Linked DNA regions of Gossypium arboreum: region 1 is linked to region 2. Evidence: chromatin contacts called from public Hi-C data. All regions are on one chromosome and are shown on one strand. The core of a region is the stretch at or near the end of the contact, and the rest is flanking DNA. Distances in the headings are between cores, read along the strand shown. Region 1 holds the start of LOC108459641 (UDP-glycosyltransferase 83A1-like). Region 2 holds the start of LOC108457906 (protein LONGIFOLIA 1-like).

Region 1 (7,149 bases), core at 3,915-6,414, 230 kb after region 2:
CATAAAGTTTTTGGTTAGGAATTCAGTAAGGACCATACATTTATGATACATGAATATAAGAATTGTGACGCAAGTGAATGCCTAACGACAAAGAACCTGATAACAGGAAAAGTCCTAGACTATGTCAACTTGAAATGTCTTGTTGAGATAAATGAATTCAACTAAGAGACACTGAATTTAGACGAAGCTTTGTTGGTTTTCTTTCTTAAAGATGCTGAGGCTAAAGGCCAAATAAGTCAACTGAGAAAATTCTCCTGTGTATGTTTGAATTTTTCAAGGAAATGTACCATGGTATTCACGATTCACATACATATGCTTTGGTATTTGACTAGTAGTAGCATGCTGGGTCAACAACATTAAGTTTAGGTGGATAATTCAGTGGTGATTCAACAATAACTAGAATTCTCAATACAACTTTGCGATGGCAAGTTGGTGTTCAAGTGCCAAGCATTTGTATCATATTGATGAATGAAAATTTACTTATGTTTTTTAAAAGTTAAGATGCAGCACATTTATGTCCAAAGACTAGTTCTTTTTCTTGACATTTGGAAGAGTGTTGAGGTTCCCAATTTGACATGTGGTGTTTATTCAGGAGAGAAATGCCTTTTTGTAGATGTTGTTTTACAGATGTTTTTGAGGGTAAGAACAAAAGAAATCAAACACACAAAATTCTCATGTACATAAATCAATGGGATCCATTTTTCTCTTAGCAAAAAAAGTGGTTGAATTTGTCAACACAATTCACTAACCATACAGAATATCATCCTCTATACTACTATTCATAATCTACTACACCCCTCAACCTATAACTTGTAAGATCGGATGAGTTTTTACTATTTTATTTTATTTTTATTATAATATTTCTATTTCTTTTAAGTTTTTCCTTCTGTATTAATTAATAATTTTATTCAAAACATATTATTAATATAATTAAACTTCCATACTTGAATTTGAAATCAAAATATATAAAAGAGTAAACTACACTTAAGGTCATTCAACTATTAGTAAATTTACATTTTGGTTACTCAATTTTAAAAGTTAAAAATTGATTATTAAGTTATTTGTAAGTTATCATTTAAGTCACTTGGATGTTAAATTTTTAATGGATGTCTAATGGTCGTTAACTCACTATTCATCATCATAAGGGAAACAACACCTAAGGTCACTCAACTATTAGTAAGTTTACACATTGACCACTCAATTTCAAAAAAATTACAAGTTGGTCACTGAACTATTTTAAAGTTTAGGGTTTTAAGGACCTCCTTCACAATTGTGTTTCGATAATCTTGCCACCATCTGACCTCCTCCTCCACAAAGAAAAACACACTAAACCGAAGCTTTTTCCCTCTTTTAATTTTATGGTTTAATTTTCTTTGAAATGGTCTAAAACTTCATTGATTTAAACTCAGACCCTTAATGGAGGTGTTCTCCAATCTTTGTCCAATGGTTGAATGGTCGCCTAACTCTTCAATATGTTCCTCTTCTTAGGACATTTGGAATTTTGGATTGAGCCCCTGTTGTTTGGAGCTCTCCAATTAACTTTTGATTGAACTTGGTGTGTTTGAGTCTCCTTTTATATCTATGTATTCTTTTTCTCTGATTTTATTCTTTCCTTTTGCTTATGTAGGTCAAGTTTGAGGCTTGCTGAAACAAGAGACATTTTTTTTATTTGCTTTTTTGGTATTTTTGTTTGCTTTGATTATGATTTTGGTGATATTTGGTTACTAAAGGTTGTATGAATACTTTAATTGTGAATTTTCTTGAGTTATGGTTTTAGCCAAAGGAAAAATGGTAGGTGGGTTAATAATAAAGGATTGCTAAGTCAGTTTGGTTATAGATGGGGCATGGGGTTGACAGCAGACTCGTCTAAGGGCTAGGTAGCTCGCCTGCCCAATAGGCTTAGCTCGACTTGGGCTCGGCTTGGATAATGATTTTGTACTTCAACTCGACTTGACCCGAATTCAATTCAAGTAATAAAAATATTTTTTTAATTTAATTATGAAATATATAAAATATTAATTAAATATATATTTAATATTTTTTATTTTTTTAGTAATAAATGATTTTTTTGGGTGGGTCAAGCCAACCCGAAAACAGGTTTGGGCATGTAAATGTTTTTGGAACTTGGCCTCGGCTCGACCCATGGACAACTCTAGTTAACACTGGACTTATTAGGGTTTAAGGCTTGAGTTATTAGTATTGTTTGAATTATTAAGTTAGGGAATAACGGTGCAATGATTGAGTGAATAAGGTATAAACATATAAGCTTACTAATAATTCAACATCTAGCTTGTAACTTTTTGAAATTGAATGATTAAATTGTAAAATTAATAATAGTTTAGTGGAAAAATTACAAATTTACCTATCTCTACATCCGGTGTTTGTTAACAGCTTAACGAGCTAATGACTAACTTGCAACTTTCTAATAATTTAATAACCAATTTATAATATATTAAATATAAAAATGTTTCTTTATCAACAAGAAAATTGACATTATTTTTTTAAAAGAAAATCATAATTTATGTGAAATAGTTTGTCATGATAACTCACACAATTGTTTTTCATTTTCCTGGATAATTAATGTGCATAATTTCCATGCCTCCAATAATTTGTCAGACCGCAATTACTAAAAAATATTTTGTAAATTAGAGTGATGTGATCTATATAACTTCCCACCTACTTCTAAACCAAATAAATAATTCCTTGATGTTAATTTTCTAAATTAAAAGTTGAAATGATGTTTCAGCAATATGAATAAACAAAAGTTATATCAATACTAAAAGGAGCGAAGTCAGAAAAAAATTAGTGGTGGACATTAAATTATTTATATTTTATAATTTTAAAAAATTAAATTAAATTATTATTATTATTAAATATAAAGTGTAATTTTATCTTTATTAATTTAAAATTTTTAAAATTTAAAAGACTAATATAATAAAATTTCTATTTTAAAGGTCCGACCGCCTGCCAGTGCCCCTAAATCAGGCTCTGAATACTGAAGTTTATATATAGTATCACGCCAAATATTTTTAACATTATCATGGATGTTCCTCATATTTATAATAATTTTATTTTATTTTGACATAAAATAATTTAAACACACGAGTCGTATGCAAATATTTTTAGAATTTATATAAAAAAATATTTTATATAAAAGTTTTAACATTTATGAATTATGAATTCATTGTCACATCATTTGTTCACCAATTATTGCCTCATAATAATAAACAACTTTATTTTGTATTGATATAAGGACTATTTTGGCCTTTCAATTAGAAAATATTTATTTTAATTTTAAATTTATATTTTATCAAATTGTTCTAAAATAAATAGAAAAATTAATGTTTTTGTTAATTTTATTGTCGTGACATATACGTGGATTATCATATAAATGATATGTTAACATCTAATTTTAAAATTTTAAATGTTAAAAATATTTTTCTAATTAATATAATTTTTAAATAATTTTAATAATTAAAATATTTTTAAAATTTGTAAAATTAAAAATTAATTGAATGCTGACATGTCATCCATGTATATTCAACATTAGAAAAGTTAAAATGCGTTAATATTTCTATTCATTTTAAGTGATTTAACAAAAACATAAGCTTAAGAGTTAAAAAAATAAAAATTAAATTGATGATTAAAATGACTCTTTTGTAAAATTAGAAGGTAAAAAAGTTATTATTCGATTTGTATTTACATAAATTTCCTTGAAGGCCTGCTAATTGAATCATATGCAAAAGTTCGATAAACTAAAAATGAAAGAAATGTCGTTTAATGTTTATAAGATTCCAAAATTGGAAATAAAACACCCCAAATGCAATGCTAAGCCAAATAATGCACGATGATTCCCAGGAAGAAGCACCCAAGTCATTGAAAATGAAAACACAAATTTTATTTTATTTTGTTTTGGTTAATTTGCAAAAAAAGAAAATAAATAAATTATTATTTTATCCAAACTTCATTGTTAATCACCAAATTATGAAATGATTAATACCATTTTTTTTTCTTTTTCCTGCAAACAAACGATGTAGAATTAAACAAGAGTCTTATTAACAAATATTTTAGGTTGTTTTTGTCTTTTTTTTATATATATTTATATACAATTTTAAAAATACATTTAATGAAATTGGGTAAACTATATAGTTTCTCACTTAACTTTCATAAATTTTTATTTTAGACATTAAAAATAAAAAAATTGTATTTTAGGGACTGCTAGTAATAACCGTTTTCATTGTGGTCTCCTGCGATTAATTTAATGTTCATTTTTTTGTAACTTTTAGTCACTAATTTTCATTTTATCTTTTAAATTCTTTCATTTTTTAGGATTAATTTTATTTTTCCCAAGAGAAAACTTGAACTTTTATGAGAAGAACTTGAATTTTTACAGGAAAAACTTATATTTTTATAAGAAAAAGTCAAGCTATCTTTTTAATTTCCTTTATTTTTTAAAATTTAATTTAGTTTTTAACTAAAAGAAAAAATCCTAAGATTTGAGAAACCAAATTACCTTTTAATTTCCTCCTTTTAAAATTATTTTAGTTTTTTTTTTGATAAAAAGCGAAAAACTTAAGTTTTACAGAAAACTACTTAGGTTTTTACAGGAAATTATTTAATTTATTTTTGAATTAATTTTATTTTTTCTAGTAAAAGAAGGAAAAGCTTTGATTTTTACATGAAAAAGATAGGTTTTAGAGGAAATTGACTTATAGGAAAAAACTTAAATTTCATTCCTGCAGCTAAATAATTCAATTATAGTAAAATCTTAGGATTTTTTCTGAAAAAATAAAATTAATTCTAAAATGAAAAAAGAAAATGAGTGGTTAAAATAAAATTTTACTAAAGTTGGGTGATTAAAATGAGTGCAAAATAGCATTGTCTAACTTCAAGTTATTGGTGGATTATTAAAATGAATGGTTGGTAATAGTAGTGCTTAAAATGAAATTTTTTTATTTTTGATACCAAAAATAAAAAACTTATGAAATTTGAGTCACTAACTACGTAGTTTATCCAATGAAATTTAAACCTTAAAAAATCATGATATTCAATATCTTTTTAACATTTTAACCAAAGCATAATTTGATTTTGATGTATATATTTTAAAATTACAACCCCTATTGAGTGTATATCCAACACCCTATTTGAGAGAATCTCCAACCAAAAGAAAACAAAAACTAACATTTCCAATAAGGTTATTGGGGATTACCAAAATCTCTCTATAAAACCAACATAATCTTTAGTCCAGAGTCTTGTATAGAGAGAATTAGAAAGCAGAAAATGGGCAATCCTCATATTCTAGCAATACCATATCCAGCACAAGGCCATGTAATTCCTCTAATGGAGCTCTCTCATAACTTGGTTAGCCATGGATTCAAAATCACCTTTGTCAACACGGATTTCAATCACAAGAGAGTGAAGGATGCATTCGGCAACAAGGTTGATGGAGAGGGCTCAATTCGTCTGGTTTCGATCCCCGACGGCATGGAACCCGATGAGGATAGGAAGCAATTAGGGAAGTTAACCTATGGAATCAGCAAAGTGATGCCATTGGAGCTGAAGAAGCTGGTGAAGAAGATTAATGGATCTGAAGATAATAAGATCAGTTGTGTCATAGCTGATGTGAACATGGGATGGGCACTTGACATTGCTGCAGAGTTTGAAATACCTGGAGTTGCTTTCTGGCCTGCTTCCGCCATGCTTTTGGCCTTGCTTTTTAGCACCGATAAGTTGCTCGATGATCAAGTCATTGATAAACATGGTGAATATGTATAACAATCAAGTTATTGATTCATTCCTGAGATATTTGATTCATTGACCAACATTGTTTGAAATTTTTTATTTTGCGCGCAGGAACTCCAATCAATGGAGAAAATATGATTCAACTGTACCCAAACACACCTGCAATGCACCCTAACAACTTTTTGTGGGTTTGTCTTGGTGATTTCACCGCACAAAAGACTATATTCGAGTTTGCTATGAGAAACAACAAAGCTGTTGAAAATGTTGAGTGGCTAATCTGCAACACAACTTTCGACCTTGAACCAGGAGCACTTAGCTTAATCCCTGAGATCCTACCCATTGGTCCACTCTCAGCAACCAACCAGCTTGGACCCTTGACCGGAAGTTTTTGGCCTGAGGATGCAACCTGTTTGAAATGGCTCGACCAACAGCCTCCAGGCTCAGTCATATATGTGGCATTTGGTAGCTTCACGGTTTTTGACCCAATCCAGTTCCAAGAACTGGCTCTCGGTCTGGAACTCTCAAACAGGCCATTTCTATGGGTTGTTAGACCAGATACCACTGAAGGGACTCAATCTGATGAACTTTACCCTATAGGGTTCAAAGCGAGACTTGCAGGCCGAGGGAAAATGGTGGGATGGGCACCCCAACGAGCCGTTCTAGCTCATCCATCCATTGCTTGCTTCATCAGCCACTGTGGTTGGAACTCCACTGTTGAAGGTCTCAGCAATGGGATCCCTTTCCTTTGCTGGCCCTACTTTGCTGATCAGTTCATTAACGAAACCTACATTTGTGACATTTGGAAGATTGGATTAAGCTTCAACAGAGATGAAAGAGGGATCATTACACGAGAAGAGATTAAGGGTAAGGTTGAGCAATTGGTAGATGATGAAAGATTCAAAGCTAAAGCACTACAACTCAAGGGATCGGTGATGAACAGTGTTAGCGAAAATGGTAGCTCTAACAGGATTTTCAACAATTTCATTGAATGGATGAAATCATAGACATGTTTTCACTTCACTTTATGCACTATTTTCCTTGTTTTTAATTGTCCTTTTTCTATGAACAAATGTAAGAATCAATCAAGGAACTAATGTATGTACTATCGAAAAGAACCAACGTATGGTATTACAATTTCGATTTAATCAATTTAAATTGATTGGTTCATTTATAAAAACGAATGTTTTAAAAATAAGTTTAATTATAAATATTTAAATACAATAAATTTTAATATAAATAAAATAAAATTTTAATTATTTATTAGATTGACCAATCAATGCAAGACTTTTCCGACACTGGACTTCAAATTTATTTATTTAGCATAAATCATATTTTTAAGAAAAGAAACATGCTTAATTGTACTTGAAATTACGTCCTCTTTATTGTTGTAATAATAATATCAATTCA
Region 2 (7,069 bases), core at 3,827-6,326:
GTGTATTCGGATACTAATTGGATTACAAGTTTGGAAGATCATGCTTCTACTAGTGGATGGATCTGCATTCTTAGTGGAAGAGTCATTTCTTGGAGTACTAATAAACAAATATGTATTACTGATTCCACCATAGCAGCCGAATTTATTGCATTAGTTGCTGTATCTAAAGAAGCAGAATGGTTAAGAAATTTGGTTTTTGATGTACCTCTATAGCCTAAACCAATATTACCTATTTCTATCCGTTGTGATAATAGGCTACTTCAGCAAAGGCATATAGCCAAGTATATGATGGAAAGTCTAGACATATTAGATTAAGACATAGCCATGTCTGACAATTAATCTCTAATGGAGTGATCACTATTAATTGTGTGAGGTCAAGTGAAAATTTGACGGATTTTTTGACAAAATGTCTGGCTAAAGATGTAGTCAACAAGACCTCAAAAGGGATGAGACTCAAGCCCATTAATTAGAGTCACCCGTGATGGAAACTCAACTCAATGCTTAGTATAACGTCAAGTATTGAGTTCAATAAAACAAAATACATTATTAGCATGTGACTGTTAGCACTATAAATAAATCCATCCTAAGATTAAAATGCTAGATACCTGTAATGATAAGGGAAGGATAAGAAGGATGAGTAATGTACTCTTAATGGACCCATAACATAAATATGTTAGAGTGTTATAATTATAGGAACACTCTTAATAGGATCTACCTATGTGAGTGGAAGTGTGACATCTTCTAAAAGCTCAAGGGCTTGGCTTTGACAACACTCATGAAAAGATGACACAAACACATGGCCATAATAGTGTCCCTGGATACTATGCATTGACCAATGTTGAAATCATTGCGTGAGATGTGTTCGAAAAGTCAAATGGAATAGCTGGTTCAAAACTTAGTCTACCATGCTGTTTCAGTTAACTTTAACATGTTTTCACTAAGTGAGGCACCTTCATTTATACAAATTGATTTCCAAGAATATCAAAATCTAAAATATTTTGAAAATGGGGGGAGATTATTGGAACATTTTCAAATATTTATAGTGTTCCAGTAACTATAAATGAAAGAGTAATTAATCAAAAGTTAAATCTTTTGGTTATTGGTTAAGAGTTATATCACTTGATTTTTGATAAAGAATTATAACTATTCAAACAATATTACTTGAATAGTTATAATATTAGATGAATAATTATGTGTCTTTTTAAATATGTTATTATTCATAAAAGATACCTATTGAAAGATGTCTTTGTGAAGAGACAAGAAAATTCCTATAAATAGGAATGAGATTTCTTTTGGAAATCATAACAAGTTTTAAAAATTCTTTCTATCTTTCCTCCATCTTTTAATATTATTAGATTGTTCTATAAAGAGTTACTGCAGAAATTCTTTATAGAAATTGATTTTCTTGTTATACATTGCTCAGAGCTTAGTGGACTATTCTTGTCAGTGCAAAACGCAAACTTCATTGTACCCTCGAGGTTCATTTTCTTCAAACTTTTTTCACACCGAATATAGGTGAGGGTGAATAGAACATTAAAGATAATGGCTTGATACATGCCTTGGAGCCTTGTCTTATTTCTTCATTTTATGTTTGAATTTCATTCATGTGTTCAAGATTTTCCCCATCAGAAATTTGTACTAATAGTGAATGTGCAATAATTAATTATTAAGAACTAAATGTTTAACAAATTGTAATAATCTAAAAAATATAATTATCTTGAATAATAAAATTTAAATAAAAAGTAGATTATAAATAAAATTGAATGTAATTAAAATTAATTAGATTTGAGTTAAAATTTAAAAATTACAAATATTCAATTTACTACTAGTGTTATAATTTTTTCTTTTTAAATTTATAAAAAATTCATATAATATAATGTTTTACATACATAAATATATTATTTAATACATTAGTGGTAGAATTTTTAACTCTACAAATGAAGTTAACAGGTTACCATATGCCTAATTTATTTATTTTAAATATCAGTTAAGGGCACGAGATGGTTTCTTGATTTAATTTTTAAAGTTAAAACGTTCGTTGCTTATGTATCAAATAATTATTCACACATACATATATATATATATATATATATATATATATATATATATATAAAAGTTCTCCTTTTCTTTTAAATTATATGAAAAATAAAGTAATGCCCATAACCACAGCTTTTTGAATTGGAATAGATCAGTTGAGAAACTGATTTGAAATAAGAAATTAGACCAGCTGAACAACAAATTGGTTGAATCAGTAATCGAACTAATTGGACCAATTTCTTTCTATTCTTCTAATAATTATTTTAATTAAATCTATAAAATTAAAAATAAATAATTTAACAAGTTGAATCACTAATTCAATTTCCGATAACCAAGAAAGATGAAGGCACTTTTAAATATGTATATATAACAAACAATTAGTAGGTATGAAGGAATTGAATAAAGCTGGCATATTCACGACTTTGTGTCATACAGCATCATTTTCTCTTGCTCAAAATTTTGCTATTGACCTTACTACCTTTTATGGCCCATTACCCATTCCCTGCAAAACCTACTTTAACAAACACGTACCAGACACACTATCATTGTCAATTACAAACAACGTGAAATTATAAAATTAAAATCAATCAGAATCCCAAATATGATGATACCACATTTCAAAGGGGGAGATAAATGTCATACACATAGTATGACAACTACAATAGTGACATATCAACTCATTTGAACCCACCAACAGGAAGGTCCCTATGAACCCTCCCTATTTTAGGAATCTTTCTTTTGAAGGCTCCATCAAACCAAGTTTCATACCTTGTTTCAATTGTGTAAGATTAGGCCTTCCTAACCATTTCTGATTTTATCAAAGATATGACTGCTTGGGTCAAGTTGATAAAAAGGTAGATATTTTTTAAATAAAGTTTAAAATTTGAGTATTTTAAATAAAATTAGGAATTTGAAATAATAACTTTGGTTTAATCAGTGGCTATGGGATGCATGAGGATGTCAGGCCAATAATGATAATAATAGTAACAGTAGGAAATGCATGTGCAGTGTAGGTAAAACTCTTGCAACTAATGAACTGTCAATTTGATAGACCCCTTTTTCAATCATTGCAATCATTAAGCTTTAATATAATCTCCAAATTTGGATTCAAAATCACTAATCTCTTTTGTGGTTGAATTGCTTCATAGTACTCCACATTTGTACTAATGTTAATTTTTTAGTAATTATTATTTGTATTATATTTATATAAAGAGGATGTTGATTCGAATTTGTTAAAGTATATTTATATTTGCATTTAAAATTTAAAAAATTATGAATAATTCTAAACTTTTATATATATATATATATATATGTATGAATAATTCAAGTTTTGTATAAATAATATATTTTTATATTTATATCGTGTTTATTATGTGTTTTATTTTAATTATTTCTCAAATCCATCTTTATATATATGGCAAGGCACCGTAATTTTCCATTTTAGGTCAATATTTTAAATAGAAAAAAATGGTTTCTTGGTTACGAAGCCATATTCACCAATGAACAGCATCTGGATGTCATCCCTTAATTTAGTATAGACAAATTAAACTAAAATGCATATGAGGAAAATATGATCATCCATTTTCCCAAATTTCAACTTCATTCATTCGTAAATAACTCCAATTCTAAATATATATTAGAATAAATAAAGTTTTGTAAGAGTATTACATAAAAAAAATGAGCTCGATTTTCACACCTAATGTCATATGTTGAAATTTAAATTTCTTCAATAATTTAATAAAAAATAATTAAATTTATAAATTATTCAAGTAAAACTTTAAACCACTCGAAATTTGAGTATTTGCAAAAAAAAAAAAAAAAAGAGAGGGGAATGATGATTGCAGTACATAAATCCACTTTCTAGCAAGATGGTGAAGCTGGTTGCCACTGTCTGACAAACTCCACATGGTCATGGGGGGAAGAGGTCTAAATTGCAGACCCACCCACATTATTTTGTTCACATGAAAGTGGGAGAAAATTCCCAAAGCGCATTTGACCCACCCTTAACCTAATAAGTTTGTACACTAATAATTCAAAATATTATATAACTTTTAAACACGATTAGAATGTTTCAAATTTATAACAATTTGATCTACCTATGGTTCTTCACATAATCACACTAGAAATGTCTATAACTGGATTGAATTCTTGCACTTAACATTATATATATTTGATAAGTTAAGTCTAATGCTTAAATTTTGTTTAAAATTATTTTAAACATATATAATGAATAAAAAATTCTGAATGCTAACAAAGTGTCTTAACTACTACTCCCTTTAGCTAATGGCTCTTGTATAATAATTTTATTACATTATACTATTATATATTAATATTTTATGTGATATAAACTACATAACATATAAAAATATTATAAAATTAAAAGGGTGGAGCCAAGTTGGACATAAGACTAGTTTAGTAATGCATTTAAAAAGTATTGTAGAAAAGTGCGGTTGAAAAGTGATTTTGAAAAGTTTATTTTAAGATTTAAGTGTTTAAAATTACGGTCAAAAGTGTTTTTAATAAATAAAATGTTCATTTTAAACTTGTTATTATCAAATAACAAATATGCATTTAAATAATGTTCAAATTAGTTAATATTATTATATTTTAGTAAGAATAAAAAATTATTATAAGTCGTTAATATTTTAATATATGAAATATAAATTTTAAATATTTTAAGCAATAAATATTATTTTTTATAAAATTTAATTAGAATATATATGAATTATATTTTAAATATTTAAATATAACCATTAAATATTTACAATTAGATATTAACACATTTTATTATTTTAAAAATATTTTTATTTTTAATTAATGCTTCTTTTCAGAAAGTACTTTTGAAAAGGTAAAAATTTCAACTAAAAACAGTTTGTTTAGTACAAATTTTCTTCCAAAAATATTTTTGGAGCCAAAAGTATTTTTTTTTTAACCCCCACTAAACAAGCCCTTAGTATATTGGAAGTTTAATTTTCTATGGAAGACTATTTTTAATCTTAATATTAGGATGCACGACTCTACCCTATGATAAATCTAAATTCACACAGCGAACTGTCTTTATTTTCCAATTATTGAGGTAGTTTGTTGAAGTCCTACATTCCAAATCTGAAGTATCCGCTTCTTAGGCATACATTAAATGTTATAATATTAGAGGAAAAGAAGTAAGATTTTTCACATTCCCATTGCCTACATATGCTAGAACTTAACATCTGTTTGTGCAGTAAGAGGTTCCATTGCGGTGTTTGATAGGTTAGCTAAGTCCATAGAAGGTGGTCACTGGGGACCCTTTGGGTTATTGTCTGCCTTGTTCAGGGAAGCCCCGAAGAAAACGTTTTTAATCTCATTCCAAATGCAAAGAATGGAAATGTGGGGCTATACCAATCTCTCTGTGTATCTTTAAATTTGTCCCTTTCAGTCTTCTCTGTTATTTACTAACATAATTCTCTGAAACCTCACATACAGTTCCAAAAGAAAGAAATATCCTAGTTGCAGGGGTAGAAAAAAAAAATCCTTTACAAGGTTTCAGAATCCTAGGATGTTTAAGTAGCTAGAACATACTTGGAAAAGAACCCTTTACAAGGTTTTTGGCAATGCATGTGGCATTTTAACCTTGTGAAGAGACGTTGAAAGTACCCAGAAGTTTTGTTTGGGAGCTAAGAAAGTTCAGGTTTGGTTCTGCTAAAAGTTTAGGATGTCATCAAAGTTTATGTATTCTTTGTCAGATGAAAACCCAGATTTGCAGAAGCAGATTGGGTGCATGAATGGACTATTCCAGCTTTTCGATTGCCACCATTTCTATGGTAACCGGCACATTACCAGTCCAAACCGCAAAAGGCTTCCCTCAGGTACTTTTAATTATATTTACTTTTTTTTCAAGTGTTCAAGGTTGTAAAGAAAGATCACCCTCAGGTTAATGTTTCTGAATTTCCATCATGAATGTTATAGGCTATGTTACTTGACTCAAGGGTAAGTGCGTATCTTTAATTTCTTCTTATGTCTTTTCATATATTTAGAAGATTCTATACCTCATAGTTATGTTTGAATATGCGTTAGACGTAACACGGATTTTAGGCCTAGAGAACTTGTGAGTTTTAAGAGGTTTCCAGGTTCTGCTAATTTCAGAAACATGTTTTAACTCCAATTTGAAAACACTAACATAGTGGATTAGATTGGAGTTGGAACACTTTCTATGCAGTAACCAGAATTTGTTGTTTCAGTAATGTGCTTGTAATTGCTAACCTTCTAATGTCTAAAATCATCCAGATTTCTTCCTTCTATGGCTGACATTCAGTGTTTGACTAGGTCAAAATGGCAAGCATGGAACAGAAGCCAAGACTGGTTCAGACAAGATAAAAGTAAGAAAAAATACTGGTCACTTAGGTCTATGGAGGAATTGACAAAAATAATTAAGGTTAATGTAACTTACATTGCACCTGCAGGGAAATAATCTGAAGAAGACTATGAAGGAGAAACAAAGATACTCCTTTGAATCACCCCGAACCTTGTTGTCTTCTTCCTCTTGTTCATCCAGTTTCTCACCTGCTGACTGCAGAAAAGAATCTCTAGTAGACCGATCTTCATCAAGCCAAATTGCCTTCCACGAAACCCCGAGGAAGGAAATATCCAGTCATCGATCAAATGCTTCTTTGCAATCAAGCCAAAACTCCCTTAACCTCCGAGATGTGGTTAAAGATTCAATCTATAGAGAAGCCTGTGGATTACCGATTAAAACTGCAACAAAAGTGGAAGCGGGGCAGCACCAAACCTTGAAGTATATAGATTCCCCAAGGCCTTTGCAGTCACCAAAACCTTCAAAGACGAGGAACACCAGTCTCAATGAATCAAGTCATGCCCTTCTTAAGCTTAAAGGGACTCCTAAAATGTACAATGAATGCGAGGATGGTTCTCTCACTTTTGCACGACAGGATGCTCCTCGGCTCTCTTATGATGGGAGGGGGGCAAAAGATGCACATAAAATTAAGCCCAAAGATCTCCCAAGGCTATCACTAGATAGTAGGGAAAGCTCCATAAA

The links. A called contact is a pair of places that touch in the nucleus more often than the background predicts.
Region 1: a Hi-C map of leaf shows a contact between it and region 2, with 2.7 times the contacts expected there. The contact joins the promoter of LOC108459641 here to the promoter of LOC108457906 in region 2. A contact is called at or near these places in 2 of 5 Hi-C or Micro-C datasets (both in leaf).

Annotation. Positions count from the first base shown.
Region 1 is chr4:8,414,306-8,421,454 of ASM2569848v2, forward strand. LOC108459641 (UDP-glycosyltransferase 83A1-like) reads left to right here and starts at 5,165. Exons shown (of 2, transcript XM_017759042.2): 1 at 5,165-5,761; 2 at 5,854-6,857. The coding sequence starts at 5,281. The coding sequence ends at 6,746.
Region 2 is chr4:8,183,829-8,190,897 of ASM2569848v2, forward strand. It overlaps LOC108457906 (protein LONGIFOLIA 1-like), which reads left to right and starts at 5,077. Exons shown (of 5, transcript XM_017757111.2): 1 at 5,077-5,882; 2 at 6,340-6,392; 3 at 6,477-7,069. The coding sequence starts at 5,729.